Linked DNA regions of Sus scrofa: region 2 is linked to region 1. Evidence: chromatin contacts called from public Hi-C data. All regions are on one chromosome and are shown on one strand. Each heading gives the region's core, a stretch centred on a gene start, on an enhancer-like site or on the middle of the called end of the contact. The rest is flanking DNA. Distances are from core to core; before and after follow the strand shown. Region 1 overlaps ZNF366 (zinc finger protein 366). Region 2 overlaps ZNF366 (zinc finger protein 366).

The links. A called contact is a pair of places that touch in the nucleus more often than the background predicts.
Region 2: a Hi-C map of skeletal muscle shows a contact between it and region 1, with 3 times the contacts expected there. The contact joins two enhancer-like sites. A contact is called at or near these places in 1 of 47 Hi-C or Micro-C datasets (skeletal muscle) and 1 of 2 datasets of contacts at active chromatin or transcription factors (skeletal muscle).

What each region holds. Positions count from the first base shown.
Region 1 is chr16:48,880,643-48,883,367 of Sscrofa11.1, reverse strand. The region is part of intron 2 of ZNF366 (zinc finger protein 366); the gene reads left to right. Among named protein-coding and RNA genes, the nearest start is that of TNPO1, 170 kb to the left of the region's middle. Within about 2 kb of position 1,402, at least 5 of the 83 cell types and tissues checked have an H3K27ac peak or open chromatin away from gene starts, as enhancers often do. A contact at or near this core is called in skeletal muscle, where this site is marked.
Region 2 is chr16:49,009,475-49,012,174 of Sscrofa11.1, reverse strand. The region is part of intron 2 of ZNF366 (zinc finger protein 366); the gene reads left to right. Among named protein-coding and RNA genes, the nearest start is that of TNPO1, 38 kb to the left of the region's middle. Within about 2 kb of position 1,439, at least 3 of the 83 cell types and tissues checked have an H3K27ac peak or open chromatin away from gene starts, as enhancers often do. A contact at or near this core is called in skeletal muscle, where this site is marked.

The sequences.
Region 1 (2,725 bases), core at 153-2,652:
TGCCAAATAACGTTTTGTGGAAGAATTTAAAAAAGTCCTGAGGGAAACTTCAAATGATATTTTAAATATTTCAGAATCAATAGTCATACTATTAGATTTACCTCAAGAAGTTCATAGTGATTATAAAATATCATATTAACTCAAGAAAGCACTCTAATTTCCCATCTCTAATAAATGTCGTCAGGGTAGTAATTGTCCTAATTACTTAATTTCTGCCTGGTATTGACCGAAGTTAAGTTTTTGTTCTGAAACAAATATGTGTCCAGAACAGAAGTACTCAAATTAATTAGCTATTGTTAAGCAATTTTATCCTTGGCCTTAGAAATGATGCCACTAAGACAAAGTGATTCTTTAGCAAAAACAATGTCATTCTGCCCAGACTTTCATTTTAGGACAGAGTTTCTGCAGTGAATTAATGGTCTCTGGAAATGGTGCAGAGCTACAATAACAGCTTTCTGGTTTTGATTATAAGGCAGAATGATTTCTGGTTTTCTATAATATTTGCATTGTGAATGGGATTCCATTTTTTCTCATTTAGATGCAGTGATCAGGTGAGAGAAATCTGAGCCCATTCCATCAAAGCCCTGTATTTGACTGGAATACAAATCACTTGATTCTGGTTCCTTGAGAAATATAGCTTATTTTAAAACAGAAAGAGTATTCACAGCAATGCACAAATGAGAATTTGAGATGGTGTTCAAGAAACCATGCACATTTGAACTGCAGTCCTCATATATTGCTCTGGGTTTCACGGTAGCTAAGAGCATATCTCTTTACCAAAATGCTTTCATAACCCTTTTCCAGGACATTTAGTTTTGAAAATCAAGTGTATACAAATAAACACAATTTAAACGGAGGTGGAGTGGTGGGATGTTATCCCACCATTGCCATGTTCATGATTCTAAGGTGGCTAATTGAGAGAAGAGGTATCAAAACCCATTGATTTCAGCAGACAGATGTGTGAAGAGTGAGAAAAATGGAGTGGTGAATTCTAATCTCCCTTCAAACCTGGGAAAATTACTGAAGTGTCTTTCCTTTACTTAATTTTCACCCCCTGAAAGTGCAATGATGATGTGTGTACCTAATTTCAAAGCCAATCAACATTTCTGGAAAAGGCTTTTTCAGAGAGATGATCCTCCATGCTTAATGATCAAAAAAAAAAAAAAAAAAAAAAGAGCAAATGACTCAAGGCTGAACTGAACTAGGCTTTCTTCAAAGTAAAGTGAAACCTCTTATTTAATTATTATTGTTTGTACTTTCAGTCAATTAGTGCCTCTTCCAAGCCCCTGACATTTCCTATATAGAAAGGTTTTTTATGCCAGTTTGACTTCACATTGAACCACACTTATCCCTCTCCCATGTGACTGTCCTAAAAATATTTGAAACAGCTGTCCTGATGCCCTTAAGTAGCCTTCCCTCCAGGCTAAACAAGTCTGGTTCTTCATAGGCCATGGTTTTAAGTGCTCTTATTTCCTAGCAGGATAGGTTTAAGTTTATAAAGCCTTTTCTAATGGTAAGATATTGGGATCAGAATATGAGGCTCGATTGTGGTCTGTCCATGCGGAATCTGGCAAGAGTTGTTGTTTCACATATTTGGCCTGCCATGGCTCTTTAAAGACAGCTGAAGTTGAATCAGTTATTTTTGGAGGCCACATCATATCATTGGCTCACATTGAACTTGGAGTCAATTAAAACTACAAGTCTTTTTTACATAGGCTCCTGCTAAGCCACTGTGTGTGTGTGAGCACGTGTGCGTGTGTGTGTGTGTGTGTGTAGCTATATATAGTTATTATCTGTTGAGTGCTTATTATGGGCAAGGAAATGTGCTAAATGCTTTGCATCTTTTGCATCTCATTTAATCCTCACATCAATCCAGTGATGTAGTAAGTATCCTTAGTCCATACTGTGGGTTGGCTGAAGCTTATACGAGTAGAGACTTGCCTAAAGAGGTCTGACTCCAAAGCAGGTGCTCTTGAACTTGATATTCAGCCTTCTGTACTGGCATGATGTTTTTGTTGCTAACCTTAGAAGGAGAATGCAGAGGACCCAACAACAAAGAGCAGAGCCATTAAATATTAGTCAGGTTGGACCTGCCCTTCCTTTTAGTCTGCTGAGATCTTTTTGGATCCTGGTCTTGCCCCCAAATATAATAGCCATTCCCTTAAAGCTCTATGCCACCCATGGATTTTATCAGCTGCCATCACTACTCTCATTCAAGTCATTGCTTCAAAAATTAGAACCAGGCCAAGGACAGAGCTTCCAAAATATTGGCATTGAACATCACTCTGATCAAATTATAAATTCATGTACTGTGATTGAATTCACATTTCCCCTCTCATCCATCATGAAGACCTGTCACATCCTTTGCTAAAATTCAAGTGCAGAATTTCTAAACCATGATTCTAAGGAGTCTAGCATTACTGCTACAGAGAGCAAGAAGGAGTGGTATGGCAAGATTTGTTCATTGTCAATCTGTGTTTTTTTTTTTTTTTTTTTTTTTTTTTTTTTTTTTTGGTCTCTTTGCCTTTTCTAGGGCTGCTCCTGCAGCATATGGAGGTTCCCAGGCTAGGGGGTCTAATCGGAGCTGTAGCCACCAGCCTATGCCAGAGCCACAGCAACGCAGGATCCGAGCCGAGTCTACAGCCTACACCACAGCTCACGGCAACGCCGGATCCTTAACCCACTGAGCAAGGCCAGGGATCGAACCCACAACCTCATGGTTCCT
Region 2 (2,700 bases), core at 190-2,689, 130 kb before region 1:
CCTAAAATCTTTGGCCCCTCTTATGAAGTCCAGATTTGTATGAGGTATGAAATATTTTTCCTTGTTGGTTACTGAAAGGGCCACAGCCTAGGTGTTCAGGGGGATAAAATCCTCATAAAACAAACTTTGATCAGTGGGAAGTAGAAGTCAGGATGGAACTAGCAAATTCCCTCTCCATTTTTCCCCTAGACTGTTCTGAGTCAGATTTTTTCCACATAATCTGTCCAGACATGTCTGCATGGCCAAGAGGGAACATCAGTCAAACTATTGCTTGTTATAGACTAATAGCCAGTGTGGTCAGTGAATTACCTTACATTTTCTTCCATCCTCCTGTCACTCAGTTTTTCCCTTCATTTTTGCTGCTCTCAGATTATAACTGCCAATAAAGTCTTGCTTCAGATTCATTTTTTTTTCTAGGGAACTCAGATTAACTCACTAACTGCGGGCAGGTAGATTGAGCTAGGTACTGAGTCCCTACCTTCTAGGAGTTTATAATTTAGACTAAGAGACAGATACATGAAGCATGAACTACAATACAAAGTTACACATGATGACAACTTAACACTCTCATCTTCAGATTCTCCAAAACATGGGTAGTTGTCTTTAGTACTGATTATCATCTTTCATGTGTGTGATAACTGAAACATCTCGATATACTTATAACATTGTAGATAGTCTGAAATGTATTCAAGCTCCTCACCTTATGTAGAGGCCAGCATTTCCCTTGGGCTTTCAATAAGACTTTCCGAATGTGTTTATGTTGCTCTAGGTATTTCACTTTAGAAAATGCACTGTTTTTCTTTAATAGTAGCATTTTATTATAGTTTTCTTTTCCTAAAGTCAAGTTACTGTCAGATTTTTTTTTGGCCTTCTCTCTCCAGTCAGATCATTCAATTCAGTGGTTTAATCCATTGATACTGTCTAGACTAATCTTTTGCCTGCTTTAAAAAATTAATTTAGCAGACTTTGTACTATAGGGTAAATGGGTATCTTGAACTTATATCTTAATATTTCTGAACATTATTGTCTCTAAGAGGAGACAAAAATGTGACTGACTTTAAAAATTGCCAGCAATTTGCTTTAGTGCCGGAAATTTGCTTTGACCAAAGATGGACAATAAAGCCCATGTGGTGTTGATCTCTTTGTTTGGGGAGGATGACTTTGGTGAGTTGTCTTGCTCATGTGGATATAAATTAAGTATATAAGTTAAATATTGTGGCTTACAAATTATTTCCAAACTTGCAGCAATAATACTAATTTATTGTTCCACAACATTTCTAAGGGTCAGGAATTGAGGAGCAGCTGAGCTGAGTGGTTCTGGCTTGGAATCTCTTGTGAGTTTGCAGTTAAAATGTTGGCCAGAGCTTCTGTCTTCAGAAGGCTTGATGAGGGCTGGAAGATCCTTGTCTAGGGTGGCTTACTCAGATGGCTGGCAGGTTAATTCTGTCTGTTGGCAGGAGACTTGAATTCCTCACCACTTGAATCTTTCTATAGGGCTGCTTTGAAGTCCCCAAGACAGAATGGCTGGTTTCCCCAGCATGAGTAATCCAAGAGAAAATGACGAAGAAGTGGCAGTGTTTTTTATTTAAAATAGACTTGAAAGTCACACACTGTCACTTCCATTGTATTCTGTTTGTCACAAGGACCAACCATGGTATATTGTGAGAAGCGACCACACAAAGGCGTGAATACCAGGATAAGAATGATTTGGAAGTCATCTTGGAGACTGACTACCACATTAACTAGTACTGTTTGTTGTCTTGAAAGCCTTATTATTTTTTTAATACTGTGGAGTAACCCAAATGCAAATATATCAGATTAAAATGAGGGATAGTTTTCTAAAATAATATTCTAAAAGGCTGACTTGACTAGGGATTTCCTGCAACTCTGTAGAGGTTAATTTGATGTCAAGTGATTTTTCTGTCTCCTTTGCTGGAGAACTCTCAAGAGAAAATGAGGACCAAAAAAGAGATGCTCTTTGGAAGGACTTACAAAGGTGGGCTAAAACCTTGTGTTCTTTTCAGTTGCAACCGTGGCAACTCAAAGTTCCTGTAACTCACCCTCCTGGCAAAGTTCCCTCCACAAATTTTTGTGATTATCCCAAAGGAGCCTGGCTTCACGTGTGCCCACAAACCGGCCCATCGGGAACATCAACAACACACTGCTTCATTCTCCCTTTTCCCTACCAGCTTCATGGAATCCCTGTCTGCAGCCTTCACTTTGGGACTCTGGCCCTAGGGCAGAGGAACCCTTTCCTCAACTTTTGCATCCGCTTCCTTGCCAGGGCCCTGGATGAAGCTGCATTGCCTGTACCTGGATTATTACTTTTTCATGAAAACAGGTCATTTTTGCCTCTGAGCAATTCTCTACCAAGAACACACGAGGACAAGCAGCAGTTTTATTTTTCAGAACACTTTTCATCTTGAACATAGCTAACCTTTCACCTTGACTTATATTTACAGGCTTCTACGTTCTTCTCATGTATTTATATGGTCTGCTGTGCTGGACCCTCCCCCTGCTGCCAAATGTCTTCTAAAACAGTCAGCTGTCGGAGTTAACAAAAATCTGTCAACACATGATGTGTGGCATTGTGCAGGGTTGTGATAAAAACTGATCTCAAGTACTAGAAATTCAAGCTGTCCTCTTCTGTTAAGCTTTAAACAAGTACTAATCATCTGTCCTGAGGTTGTTTGACTTGCC